3 separate regions of the Oryctolagus cuniculus genome follow, and all the other regions are linked to region 2. A link is a contact called in public Hi-C data. All regions are on one chromosome and are shown on one strand. Each heading gives the region's core, a stretch centred on a gene start, on an enhancer-like site or on the middle of the called end of the contact. The rest is flanking DNA. Distances are from core to core; before and after follow the strand shown. Region 1 has its middle 180 kb from the start of TNFAIP3. Region 2 holds the start of PERP (p53 apoptosis effector related to PMP22). Region 3 holds the start of HEBP2 (heme binding protein 2).

Evidence for each region. A called contact is a pair of places that touch in the nucleus more often than the background predicts.
Region 1: a contact with region 2 is called in a Hi-C map of embryonic fibroblasts, with 4 times the contacts expected there. The contact joins the enhancer-like site here to the promoter of PERP in region 2. A contact is called at or near these places in 2 of 6 Hi-C or Micro-C datasets (embryonic fibroblasts and skin fibroblasts).
Region 3: a contact with region 2 is called in a Hi-C map of an unstated tissue, with 4 times the contacts expected there. The contact joins the promoter of HEBP2 here to the promoter of PERP in region 2. A contact is called at or near these places in 5 of 6 Hi-C or Micro-C datasets (ear pinna, embryonic fibroblasts, liver and 2 more).

What each region holds. Positions count from the first base shown.
Region 1 is chr5:31,153,812-31,158,612 of mOryCun1.1, forward strand. No RefSeq gene overlaps it. Among named protein-coding and RNA genes, the nearest start is that of TNFAIP3, 180 kb to the left of the region's middle. Within about 2 kb of position 2,175, at least 3 of the 8 cell types and tissues checked have an H3K27ac peak or open chromatin away from gene starts, as enhancers often do.
Region 2 is chr5:30,762,697-30,767,351 of mOryCun1.1, forward strand. It overlaps PERP (p53 apoptosis effector related to PMP22), which reads left to right and starts at 1,891. Exons shown (of 3, transcript XM_002714845.5): 1 at 1,891-2,246. The coding sequence starts at 2,033.
Region 3 is chr5:30,474,841-30,479,378 of mOryCun1.1, forward strand. HEBP2 (heme binding protein 2) reads right to left here and starts at 2,463. Exons shown (of 4, transcript XM_002714846.5): 1 at 2,224-2,463; 2 at 1,716-1,851; 3 at 1,017-1,197. The coding sequence starts at 2,325.

The DNA of each region.
Region 1 (4,801 bases), core at 925-3,424, 390 kb after region 2:
ACCAGGAAGTTCCAGGCTTTGCACCTTGTCTCAGTCAGCTCAGCAAAATGCCACGGACTGCGTGGGTTAACCAACAGCAATTTATTTCTCACAGTTCTAGATGCTGGGAACATGAAGATCCCAGATACATTTATCTTTATCTATAGAGATAAGTGTGATTCCTGGTGAGGAACCTGGCTTGCCAACAAAAACCTTCTTGGGATGGCCTCTGCATTACAAAATAAAGCCCTGGATATCCAAAAAAAAAAAAAAAAAAAAAAAAAAAAAAAAAAAAAAAAAGAAGAAGAAGAAGAAGAAGAAAAAGAAAGAAAGAAAAACCAAACAAACCAAAAAACACCTTCTTGCAGGGCCTTCTTAGTGAGGGGTGTGGGGGAGTGCAGAGTGCATGTCCTTCACTTCCAAGGCCACGAGTGCTTCAGGATTGGGACCTCATTCAACTGCAGGTACCTCCTACAGACCCTGACTCCAAACTCAGTCACACTGGGCTTCCACAGATGAATTTTTGAGGTGGGTGGGGGGACATAATTCAATCCATAGCATGTCTGGTTTCTTCCTAGTACAGTATCTTTTTAATATATTCTTTAAAAATATTATTGTCTTTTAAAAATTTTTATACATTTCTTATAAGATCCACATTTTAATCCTTTCCTACTCATGGCTCACTTATTTAATTTGCCTTAACAGCTCCTCTAGGCACTGGGGATATATATTTTTTCCAAACCACAATTTAGAACACAGGACATTGTGAGTATGGGTGTGCTTATCGAAGAACAGGGCAAAATTCCAGAAACTGGGATTATCTTAGAAAATCTGGAAGTACCAAAATGATGATGATGAATAATCTAATTTTCCATATTTGTACAGCAGGGGTTAAGGATACCTTTAGTTCAGTTTGTGGCTCGATATCACTCATACCCATCAAAAATTTTCTTTGTTCAATTAGACTTTGCAATGATGGGGGAGCCTATTGGTACTGGCCTGCAGTAAATACAAAGTTGAAAGTAGGCATAGCCCTCCACAACAGAATTCTGCATGTTCACTTTGGTCATATCTCAAAGCAAGAAATTTTACCTTTGGATCTTGTACACTGAGATGCAATTTCTCCTCTATCCTGTCCTAGCCTATCTTATCCTTTGCCATCCCATTCTTTGATATAATGCCTGCTACGACCTACAAAGCTGATTTCCAAACTAATTGGACCTTCAAACTTAATTGTGACCTGCAGTTTGAAAGCAACAGTTCTAATGGACCAAGTCCAGTAAACTTCAGTTTGTTTTCTGTTACTATTTTGGTTAAAGTGAAGGAGGTTTTGCTTATTTATTTCTGTTCCGTAAATACTTATAGATACCAGCCTAGTATCTATGGAAAATAATTTTATTTCCTTAGAAATGTATCTGCTGAAGTTTCTCCAGCCACAGAGCAGAGATGTTCAGAACTGGAAGGAGCTGCAGTGGTTAGATCACAATGTATCTCTCAACAGCATCCTTGTTCGAGTTCTTGGTGTTTGGGCATAGTGTCCCTGAATAAAAATGTTTAAAAATTGCTTTCCTTGTTTTTAAAACTCTTCTGAGCATAACTGGTTTCTACTTGTTCTCCCTTGCAAGACTCACTGTATGATTTATATTTTATTTTGTCTTGTTTTTAGTTTCCTGGCTATTTTTTCCAGGTCATAGTATCAGTTGATTTGGTGATTGTAGCTTGAGATCACCAAGAGGCTTAGTATAGAGAAGGAAGGGCTATCCGCGATTTTATTATACACTCAAATTGCTGTATGATGACCGAAGAGTTTCAAAAGGGCCGAAGAGCCCAATGGTGGGGTTGAAACTGCCAAGAGGGGAAGATGGATCATGTGCTGCCATCTATTGGTAGTGCTATGAAACAGCAGTGATTAAGCTTTGGCAGCTTTTCAATCTCACTCATCGGCTTTAAAAATGTATGATTTTGAGGGAACTAAAGTTCACTTCACCTGTCCTCCAAAACTGTTCCCCAAGCAGCCTTGCATCCCAGTGAAGGATCCCGTGGATGGGAATGACCGATCTCTAACCCTAGTGGAGTTGTCTGTAAAGTAGACCAAAGGGAGAGGGGAATTCCCACACTTCCCATTACTGTCCAACCCGACGCACTTCCCCTTTAGGATGGTCTGGGAGAAGGAGAGACTGTCTGCCCATCAGAGAGATTCCAAAGAACATGCTGTTCTCATCTTTCAGCTCTCTCCCATTCCTTCCCCGGCCTCTGGGATTACCACGTGTCACGTGAGCAGGGTAGCTTTGAAACAGAACTACACAGTGCCCCCCCCCCCCCGCCGCCCCTTTGAAGCTTGTTGATTCTAAATGCAGCTCCATTGTGAACCTTCCTTTGGGTTTGTTTATTACTCAAGGAAACTGAGCATCAAGGACAGAGCACTTCCATTTTTAAAGGATTCCTGTTCATTTTCTTGATGAGTACATATTTATGCTGAAAAAGTGATCATTTTTACAGATCACAATTCAATGCAGTTTAATTGTGCTCATCATTATGTAATTATAAGCTTTATTTATTAATTTATAAGGCATCATAATAGTGGAATGAACAACCATAGTTCTAGCTGCATTCACACACACACACACACACACACACACACACAATCTTCAAAAAGTTCATGGAAATGTGTTGAATTGCAAGTTTATTGCACCCAAAATGACCTCATTTAATTCCATTTTCCACAAATTTTTGAAGTTCCTTGCATATATAATATATATATATGTACATATACATACATGTATAATACATAAAATAATATGTACATGTGTATTATATATATATACTGAGTTCTCTACTGGGTGCTCAGATGTACCCATCAACAAAGCTGGCTTAAATCTCTGCCCTTAGGAGCATGCATTCTAATGGGGGCAAATAAACAAATGAAGCCCAATATAGAGCAAGACTGGGAAAAATAACGCCTGTGATGGGGAAAAGGCTTCAAAGAACAGAAGTGGGGAACATAGGTGAAGGAGTTTGTTGTAACTTTAGGTTCAGGGACTGCTTTGTTGAGAAGTAGGATTGGAGTGGATACTTGTAGCTGGTGAAGGAATTAGCTGTGTGGGTATGCAGAGGGAGTATTCCAGGCACAGGCAGCAAACCAGTGTCCTGGATGCAGATGGGAGGTAGTGAAAAGGAGGTGGGATTGGTAGTGCCCATTGCAAGGTTTTAAACAAGGAAGAAATGAGATCCGCCATAGCTTTCTAAATTAAAAAAATCCATTTTATTTAAAAGGCAGAGAGAAAGATGGAGGAAGTTCTTTCAATCACTGCTTCAACTCCTCAATGCCTGGAACTCAGTCTGGGTCTCCCATGTGGGTGGTAGGGATCCAGGTATTTGAGCCATCACCTGCTGCGGTAGCAGGAAGCTGGGTTGGACTTGAATCAGGCACTCTGATAGGGATGTGAGCATCCGAAGCTGCCACTTAACCATGGCACCGAATTCTCTCTCCTTCCTGGCTTTTAAAAGAACTATGCTAGCTGTGAAGTGGAGGATAGCGCACAGGGAGTGAGGACCGGGGCCAGCCAGGTCAGGATCGCAGGGGCTTGCCCCAGTTCACCAGGCAAGGTCATGAGGAATGACTGGATTCGGTGTATAATTCGAAGACAGAGTCAGCAACACTGAAAGACAGGTCACTAAGAAACGCCAGCAGGAGCAGAGAGCAAGATGACCGAGGCTTTTGGCCTGAGCACCCGAAGACCAAGCAGATATCCACAGTTATAAAAGACAGCACCGAGCATTTGGATGGACAGAAAAATTTAGCAACTTCTCGCAGTCCCATCAGAGGAGCTCTGTGCCTGGATGCACAGCCTTATATGGCCACAATCAGGAGACTAAGTGAACAGCTGTTTGGTCTGAGATGTAATTCCTTTCTCATGGGGTGGCTCCCTCTTCTCCTGTGGCTACCAGAAACCCCTTCCGAGGGGGTAATCTCAGAGCATGTATTTATGATTTGGTGATAGCTGTGTGGTTATTTGCTTAATTACTATTTCCTCTACAAGACTCCAAGTGCCACGTCTCTGCTTTCGTTGATACAGCCACCTGCTAGGCTGACCCAGCTTGTGATGGGTGTCTACTGCACACGAGGTAAAGAAGCAACGAAGTTGAGTAAGACTTCAGGGCCCTGCCAGAAACCCTCAGGAGCTCGTCAGGTTTGATCCTTTCACTCTGTCTGCTTACTGGGGGCTTCTTTAACCACGTACAACACTTTGGGTCAAGGATTCTTATATGATAAACCCAAGAAGCAATGTGGCCCTGTTCTAACAGGGAGGCTACCTGGGGCTGAGGAAAACATGGGGCCTAGGTACATACATCTTGAGGAAGCAAATCCAGCCAACCCTTGGTATCTTTGGAGTACGGTTCCAGGACCCCTTGCAGTGTCTAAGATCTAGGGATGCTTGAGTCCCTTATATGAAATGGTTGGTATTTGATTATAACCCACACATGTCCTCTTGCAAACTTTAAGTTACTTCTAGATTACTTACAAACCTCGAAACAACGTACACACTCTCTAAATAGTTGTTTAGACTGCATTGTTTAGGAAGCAACAACAAGAAAAAGCCTGCTCCTAGGGCAATACAACGGCAGGGGGTTTTGATCCAGATATTTTCTATCTGCAGGTGATTGAATTTGAAGATGTGGAACCCACAGATATGGGAAGCTGTTTTCTCTGTTGTTGTCCTTTGACCTCCTGCCTAAGAAAAATTCTCACTTCTCCTGCCTTTCCTTTACTCCAACTCCTTAGCTGACCCTGTTCTCTCCGTAATGCTTTTTGGATAGATCG
Region 2 (4,655 bases), core at 641-3,140:
CCTTAAACATGCCTTTAAAAAATCCATCTTTGCTTAAGAAAACAACTTAAGGTGCAATTTACCTTTACCAAGTCCTCGGCAATCCCTGTGTTATCCACCAGGGAGAGCCATCCAGCTTTCTACTCTTGATTATCATTTTACAAATAATGGCTGGGATACAAGATTGCATTGTCCGACATAACTCTGTAACTTGTGACTGGTATTGATTTATAGAATTGTCCCTTTATAAACACGCAATTTATCCTTTTCTACCATTAAAGTGAAAAACCTATGTGAAAATCTTTCATCTTTACGTTGTGGCTTGCTTATTACATGTAGGTACTCTCTTAGGCATGTTATACCCGTGTGAGTAAGCCCGATCTATGAAGAAACTATCATCTATCAGTGTTAAGTCACTTGTGGGACATCACACAGCTAATCGGAGAAGGCACCCGACCCTCTCCAATCCGGGTCCAGAGTCTGAATCACCTGTTAGGTACATATATGTTAGGCACACAACCAAGACCAGCGTGGACTCTTCCAGAAGTTCTAAAGAGCCACTTTCCTTGTGTCCACCCAGCACTGGTGCGCCGTGGCTTCAGCGGAACAAGAAAACAAGCTACATGTAGTGCAAAATTTTTTGGACATTAAGATACTTGTGCCTCTCTCGTTTGTTTCCAAAACCATTTTGCTTATGAGAACTTTGATTTGAAAGGTCATTTTTTCCCTCACAGATAAATCATAGCTAATTACGCAAACATTTGCATTGCTTTTGAAAGCCCTGAGAACACAAACATTACATTTACCCTCACAAGTCTACACCGTATGGGCCTCACTTTTCTCAGAACACAGCTTCCTGCCAGTCTATGCAACGAATTATTTACCGCTAATGAAAATACGGGAACTTGATTTATGTGCAACTTGATTGACACACAAGGGGGGCTACGGAAAAAGACTTCAAATGGCTTCAGCCCCTTTCTGGGTACCTTTATTTGTTCTCAAAATTGTCGGAGACCCACCCAGGACAAAATGGCCCAGTTTCCCTGGAGAAGGCGAAATGGAAAGGCAGAGGACTAAAGTTCGGACTTGCTTAAACTTCCCGCTTCTTTTACACCAAGCCGGAGGAAGACCCAAGGCATCCAGCAGCGCTCTCCAGAGATCCAGGGTAAGAAGGGACGCTCCTGGGACGTCTCCACGACTAGGCTGAGGCCACTGTGGCGCCCGCCGCCGAGAACTCGTTCTGCTGCTGCGGCTGGGCCACTCCCGGCTGCCGCCCCACCCGCTCGGCCACACCTGCGGGACGGAGGAAGCTACGGGGGTATCCGACAGGCGGGCTTGCTGACCTAGGGGTTTTATCTAGAGAAGCCAAAGGAGCCAATGGAGAGCGGCTGAAAGGGGGTCTGAGCAGGGACAGGGAGCAATGGGGGGGGGGGGAGGGCGGGGGGAGGCCACCTGCGGGGCTCCGGCGAGGGAAATCTGTCCGTTCACCCAAGTCGCTGAACCTCCTCTCTGGCCCAGGCTCGGAACTAGACACCGGGGACACACACAGCAATAAACATGGCGTCAAGACAGGCCCGTCACCCTGGAGCCAGGGTCCAGAGTGCCAAGGCGGGGCCCGGCAGGGAGCGCACGCCTCCGCCGGCCCGCGGGGCTCCAGGTCCAGCGGCCCGCAGCCTGCGTGCACCCTCGCCGCTGGGACAGCCGCCTCCACGCGCGTGAAACGCACACACGACCGCGCAGGTGTCCCGCGGCACGCAGCCGAAGCCCCGCGGCGCCTGGGGCAGGGTCCCCGGGCCCGCCACTGGCAAGCCGCCCCCGGCAGGGTTAAGCCGGCCGCCGGGTGTAACCCGAGCCGGGGGCCGGCCGGGCAGGTCCGGGCGGGCGCGCTCTGAGTCACCGGCCTCGAGGTGTGGCCGCGCGCCGCGCCCCGTGCGCCGCCTCCCCGCGGCCTCCTCTTCCCTTTTGTCGCGGTCCCCGCGCTCGCGGGCCACTCTCGGCCGCCGCCCGTGGCCCGCGCACTACCCCGCTCCGCTCCGCGCCGCGACCGTCCACGATGCTGCGCTGCGGCCTGGCCTGCGAACGCTGCAGGTGGATCCTGCCCCTGCTCCTGCTCAGCGCCATCGCCTTCGACATCATAGCGCTGGCCGGCCGCGGCTGGCTGCAGTCGAGCGACCATGGCCAGACGTCCTCGCTCTGGTGGAAATGCCTGGGCGAGGGCGGCGGCAGCGGGTCCTACGAGGAAGGATGCCAGAGCCTCATGGAGTACGGTGAGTTCCCGCCGCCGCCTCCGGGAAGTCCTCGGGACTGCGGCCTGCGCGGGAAAGGTTTTATGCGGTCCGGGCTAGTGGCTACCGTTTTTCTTTTCTTCTTTTCTTTCCTTTTTTTTTTCTTTTTCTTTTCTTTTTTTTTTTTTTTAAGTCTATTTAGACTTAAGGCTCCTGCTTTCGACCTGAACCAAAAGCCACTTTGGGTGACCCAAAACAGTCGCAACTACGAAGAAAATGGCCCTAATTCAAATCTTGGGAGTTATGGGTTTCAGCCACTAGGAAGGCTTAGATGAGTACGCCTAAGGAACAAAGTATATTTTCTTGGAGACCTGTTGAATCTTCTTGTCTTCCTTCTCCCTTGGTTCTCCTTAGTATTAAAATCCAAGTATTAAAATCATGTCCCCTGCCTGATGCCGGTGGGTCCTTGTAACTTGATCTTACCCAAAGAAATATTTCCCATTGGAAAACAAAAGCCCTTGCAGGCGAAGCTCCAGCACCTGGGATTGCCGTGGACTCCTGGGCGTTCCACGCACCGCACCCGGCCAGTTCCTGTTAGCGCTTGCTCCGAGGAGCGCCCTGCGGCTTCAGCACAGCCCTTTAGAAACTGTTTCTGTTAACCGGATTGGGAAAGCGAAGTGGGGCAGAGTCACTGAGCGGCCAGCGTGGGTCCCTGCGGATGGAGTGCGGTGGCTTGCAGGCTGGAGCAGGCCTGGGTGCTTGACCCAGTGTCCGCGCAGGGGGCGGTCCCCCGCCGTGGGCTCCTGCCCCTGCCCGGGGTGGGCCCGAGTCAGCGGGTGTACAGTGTGAGTGTCCACGCAAATGGACCCCGCGGGGAAAAGCAGCAGCAAATCCCCAATGCCTATGGGGCTTTCGCCGGCCGAGTAAACAGCATTAAAGCAGGCGCCCTTTGTTCACTAGTTGCTGTCGGATTTTCTTTCCCGAAGTGGCGGGGGGCTTCCTTCTCAATCCTGTTCTGCCTGTGGCTCTGGGGCCCTGTGCCAGCCGCGGGGTGGGTTTGATCGCTTGTGGAGTTGTAGGGGTGTTCCCTGGATGAACCCCTTCCTCGTCAGGCCGGTCACGACAGGCAAAAGGCCCAGAAGTGCCTGAGCTTTTCTCTCCTGAAAACGCACGGGCCCTGCACCTGCCACGGTCTGCGTTACCCCCCAGTCTCTCCAATGTTCACGGGGAGTTGATTTGGGATGAGCTGACTGTGTCTTTGAGTTAAAATGCACAGGGACCCAGGCTGTTGGGGGGAGACGCAACAGCTCGTTTGTTTTGAACAAACCTAGCTCCCTGCTGCGAGGACCCAGAGGACGCTGTGCAGGGCTCTCCCCAGAACGCAGGCAGCCGGCCCAGCCACCACCCGCACTCTTGCCGGGTCGGCGCTGGCCGGCACCGCAGCCCTCTTGTGAAACGCACACAAAGCCCTGCTCAGTGGCTTCCATTTGGAGGGTGAGCTCACCTTTCTAGGGTGCGGCCGCTCCAGCCTCACACCCATTAGCTGGTGCTGTGTCTGTGGAGTAAGTAGGCTTTGTTGCTCGCTTTGATTTTTTAATCAGATAAAGTCTACAGCATGGACTTTTCCTGTTGTACAGAAAAGGCAGATCTAGTGTGCTTTGTCTCAGTTGGATACAGCAATTGGCCTGGCTTTTGGGCAAAGCTGCGTTTTCCAAGTAAATCTGGAAAAATCTGTCCTGTCTTTAGAGTGCCGGCCTGACCGATTTTAGAACTGGCTTTAGAACTCAGTTTCCTTACTCCTGTTACCTTTGCGAGGATGGTTACAATGCAGGGCCTATCATCAGATCCCAAACCCAGGGTCTGGGAGCCGGCGTGGGGCCCGCCTCCTGCCAGTGTAGCCAGCTGGGCGCAGAAGCTCTCATTAATTCTCGCCCATCTCCTGCAGGCGCTGGCTCCGCCTGGGAAGTGGAGCCACCGTGTCTTCCTACAGGTGTGGGGTGACGGTCCCGGCTTCTCTGAACTCACAGATTCTCAGATAGCTGAAGTAAGGCTTTGCTGGAAACACTGTGTTGACAAGAGGTGCGATGCGCTGAGCACTTTACATCCCCCACCCCCAGGTACACACCGACCCGGAGTCAGGGTGATGGCTCAGAGTGAGGGGATAGCGCCAGGACCCACGGGCGTCCGGTGTGTGCGGACCCTGTTTTTAAAGTCTTGATGCATAATAGGAAAATATTTTGATTTACTATGGCAACTAGTAAGAGAGCAAGCCTTTTTATGGCAGTGTTTACGTCTTTTTGTTAGCTGATACTCACACCAGTCATTTGGAAGACAAGACGTGGGTCATCAGCAAGTGTTGACAATAGCCCTCAAGAATACAGACATTTTTATCAAGATAAATAGTTCCTTAGAACTTATAAAATAGCAGATTAGGTTCCTCACTATTATTAT
Region 3 (4,538 bases), core at 1,213-3,712, 290 kb before region 2:
ACCCCCCAAATGGCCAGGAGCCAGGAGCCAGGTGCTTCCTCCTGGTCCCCCATGGGGTGCAGGGCCCAAGCACTTGGGCCATCCTCCACTGCCTTCCCTGGCCACAGCAGAGAGCTGGACTGGAAGAGGGCAACTGGGACAGAACTGGCGCCCCAACCGGGACTAGAACCCCGGGGTGCCGGCGCCGCAGGCGGAGGATTAGCCTAGTGAGCTGCAGCACCGGCCAGTCTTTGGGCTTTAAGTGTTTGAGTTGATGCTGGAATCAGGGCTACTGGGTTGGAATGAGTAGATTTTTGACATGAGAAAGACATGAAATTTTTGAGACCAGGGGCAGAAAGCTGTAGACTAAATGGTTAGGTCTCCCCAAAAGGCATATGTTGAAAACCTAAGTCCCCATGTTGTTGAGGTACTGAGACCTTTGGGTGGTCACGAGGTCACGAGAGTGGTGCCCCATGAATGGCAGGTGTTCCCAAACCCTGGAGAACAGCTATGTAGGGACACACTGGGGAGCGTTGTCTGGGAAACAGAAAGGGGCCCTCAGACACTGAAACTGCCAGCACCTGGAACTTGTCTCCCAGCATCCAGGACTGTGAGAAATACAATGTACAAATACATTGTATTCCATAAGCTACCCAGTCTATGGTATGTTGCTATAGCAGCCCATCCCCCCCCCCCCCAACACAACTAAGGCAGGTACCATATACTGTGCTTTACGGTGTTTCTGTTTGGATCTTATTGGACTGCAGGTAAAGGCCCTCTTCCATTCTGGGGAGTATGTAATTTGCACTGTGTCTTCTACGTGGAAAAGATGGTGTGCGTTTTTTTATGAAATGAACTGATTACACCTTGCGGCAGACTTGAGTGACATACAAGCCAGAAGGAGAAGACCATGCAACTCATCAGACCTGCTTTGACGGAAGGGTGGAAAGCCTTCTGAGACTGCACGGGCGCTGTATTGGTGAGCGCATGCACCTAAAGCTAGCAGTCAGTTGAGCTATAAATTATCCAGCGCTCACCGTACAAACACGGTCATTCCGGCTCTGTCCTCAATGAAGACACCCGACTCCGAAGGCCTGGGCGGGTCAGATTGCTGTTCCGAAGGGAGGTACAGGGAAGTGGTCACGGTCGCCTCACTGAACGGACCTGAGCCAGGCTCCACGTAGCTGGTCACTGGCGCTGTCATCTTTATTTTCATCTCTGCACCACAAAAATAAAGCAAATCTGGAGGACTAAGGACACTTAAAAAAATGAGCCTTTTTTTTTTTGAAAAAAGAAATAATCTGAGTTTCTTGATTAACTTTGCACAAACCACAAAAGTATTTTCCCTTGAAGATAATATTCACTGTAAGAAAAATAATGCCAAAATCAGTCAACTATTCCTGCAATAAACACTTTCTAATTATTGTTTTTGGTGACTATATTCTACATTTTTTTTAGAGAGAAAGGGGGAAACCGGCGATTAGCAATCTAGTCAATTAGTTTTTCTGTACAATTCAGACAATTAGGTTCAGGAGAAGTTTTAAAGACAAACAGTGGCAGAGGCAGAGCCCAAAATTATGACGTGGCAGCCTGTGCTAAGGGTCTCGAGAAAGTCCTGGTTGGAAAAACTCAACTTTGATGGTCGGGCTATTTTTTTCTGTTAGTGTATTTCTTTAATTAGCGAAAACACAGTGGTAGGTGCAATAGGTAAAAATCAGAAGGGGAACCGCCCTTACCTCTCTCGTTGTTGCCCTGAAGGTAACTGCTGAGTTTGGTAAAGCCAGTTTGGACGGCCGCGTCCCAGTCCATGGACTCGACGCTCGTGCTGACCCACTTGGCCGGTCCATAGTGTCGGATCTCGTAATTTCCGGGCTAAAAGGGACGGAGACAACTTCCAGAAGCAGGCCTGAAAAGTCCGCAGTACCGGTCTTGCAGCCTCGCTCTACCCGGAAAGGACCGGCCTAGCTGGCCCAGCCAGGTGTGCCTGAGCACTCGAGCCCACTCTATGTCACATTAACAACCCCAGCTCAGCCCGAGGGTCGCACCGCGGCGCCTCTCCCGCAAAGGCAAGAAATGCAGCAGCGGTGGCCCCCAGCTGGGGAGGGGCGGCGCCCACCCACGAGCGAACTGCGCAGTGCTCCGAGCGTCTCAAAAGCGACTTTTGACTTCATCCCGGCTCCATTGCAAGCCACCCCGAAGGCGGGCCCGCGCCCCCCGCCCACCCGGCCCGCGGGCGGCGCCTACCTGGGGGCCCGCGTCCTCCGGGGCCGTCCACACCGGCGTCTCCAGGTCTTGGGCTGTCGCATCCTCGGGTGTCCCGGGATCTGGCTCCAGCACCTCGGCCATGGGCGGCGCCGACGCTCGGGGTGGGGGTGGCGGACAGAGCCTGGTCAGCTGCGCCGCCGCCGCAGGGCCACTCGGGCCGCTCGCCTGCGTGTGCGCGCCGGGCCAGCAGAGGCCCGCAGTCCCCGCCCCGCCGACGCGCACCCTCCGCCCGCACTGCGTGGACACCCGCGCCCGCGGCACTCGCTTGGTTCGAGCCGCCAGGAGGCGCCGCGAGCGCGAGGGACCAGGTCCCGGTCCCAGCTCCGCCGCGGGCCGCACTCACTGCCTGGTCCCCTGTGCAGGTGAGCAGGAGCCCAGCCCGGCACCGACGGCAGGGTCCGTTGTGACCCATCTTTTGGGGGTCCCAGCCTCCGCTGCCACCCTTGTTTGTAAATGAACCGAGTCGCAGAAGTTTGCAGCTTGGGCAGCCCGGGGCCGAGGAGGGCTGAGCAGGGGCCGGTGCTGGAGGCCCTGCGGGTCATGGCCTCACCCCCGCCAGCCCCTCGAGGTGTGGCCTGCGCTGACCGGCTGAGGCGCTCCCGCCACTGGGCTGGGGCTGCCCCTGTGCGATGTCCTGGACGCCAGCCCCTACTCGCCGCACCTGGAAGGTGGCTTAGGGACCAAGCGGAGGGGAGCAGGCCACAGAGCATCTCGAACCGTCCTGTGCGTCATCTTTCCCCAGAGGTGTCCCCAGACCCTCAGAGTCATCTCATCAGACCTAGCAGTCCAGGGGTTGCGGAGGCCAGACCCTAGTGCTTTTTAAACATTTTTGATGAGACGCAGCCTTTAAGAGATGTATTGAAATGTAAAACACATACGATACAATTCACCTATTCTTGTACTGGTCAGTGGCTTTTCATGTATTTCTGGACTTGAGCAATCATCCCTGTTTCGGAACATTTTTGTCACCCCGCCCCTTGAAGAAACTCCATACCTTTGGCCACTGCTTCCTAATTTATCAACCCCCAGCCCTAGGCAGGGACTATTTTGCTGTCTACAAGTTTACAGGACATTCTTGTCAGTGGAATCATGACAGCAAGTGATTCATTGTGACTTCCTTCCATCCCTGAGCAAAAATGTTTTCAAACTTCAGCTGTGTTACAGCTCACAATCACTCCTCCATTCCTCTTTAGTTTTCCTTTTCATTTAGTTGGAAGACAGAGAGATGCGTAGAGAGCAAGACAGATGCAGAGTCAGCTCCCAGCCACTGGTCCACTCCTCGAATGCCCACAGCAGCCAGGGCCTTGCCAGGCTGAACCTAGGAGAGTGTCCCACATGGGTGGCAGGGATTCAAGGGCTAGGACCGACACCTGCCACCTCCTGGGGCACACAGCAGCAGAAAATGGGAATCCAAAGCTGAGCCAGGACTAGAACCCAGGCCCTCCCACAGGATGTGACATGCCCATGTGGGAGCTTGGGAGCAGGACCTTAACCATGTGCCACATGACCTAGTGCTTTTTTAATTAATTTTTAAATGTATATAAATGGGACAAATTTCATGTATCTCATACATACAGTTTTAAGAACATAATGACACTTTCTACTGCAACCTCACTCCCACCCTTCCTCCTATTTCCTTTCTTATTTTTCTTTTAATTTTTGTGATAATAATTTTTTTTGTTTGAGAACAAGTTTCTTCATTAATTATAGAAACACCTAAGGAAACAAGCAATGGTGTTGGGCACTTAGGCTTGTCTAAAACTTATGTGACATAAGAATATCCTCCACTTAATACGCTAAAGCAAAGTAAATCTTTGAGAACAAGTTTTACTATTAACTCTCATAATACAACTCATTGAAGATAGAGTTCCTGCATGGGAAGTTAGTGCACAGTGACTCCTGTTGTTAACAACACTCTTGCGTTTGACATCAGTGATCACCCGAGGCTCTCAACATGATCTGCCTAGGCTATGGAAGCCTTTTGAATCCACAAACTCCCTCAGTATTTAGACAAGGCCATAAGCAGAGTGGAAGTTCTCTCCTCCCTTCAGAGAAAAGTACCTCCTTCTTTGATGACTACTTCTTTCCACTGGGGTCTCAACCACAGAGGTCCTTTGTGTAGAACACTTTTTGCCACAGTGTCTTGGTTTTCCATGCCCAGAATGCTCTTGTGGGCTTTTCAGCCAGACCAAAATGCCTTAAGGGCTGATTTCTGAGGTCAGAGTGCTACTTTAGGCAATTGTCATTCTATGAGACACTGTGTGGACTGCTTCCCATGTTGAAGCATTCACTTC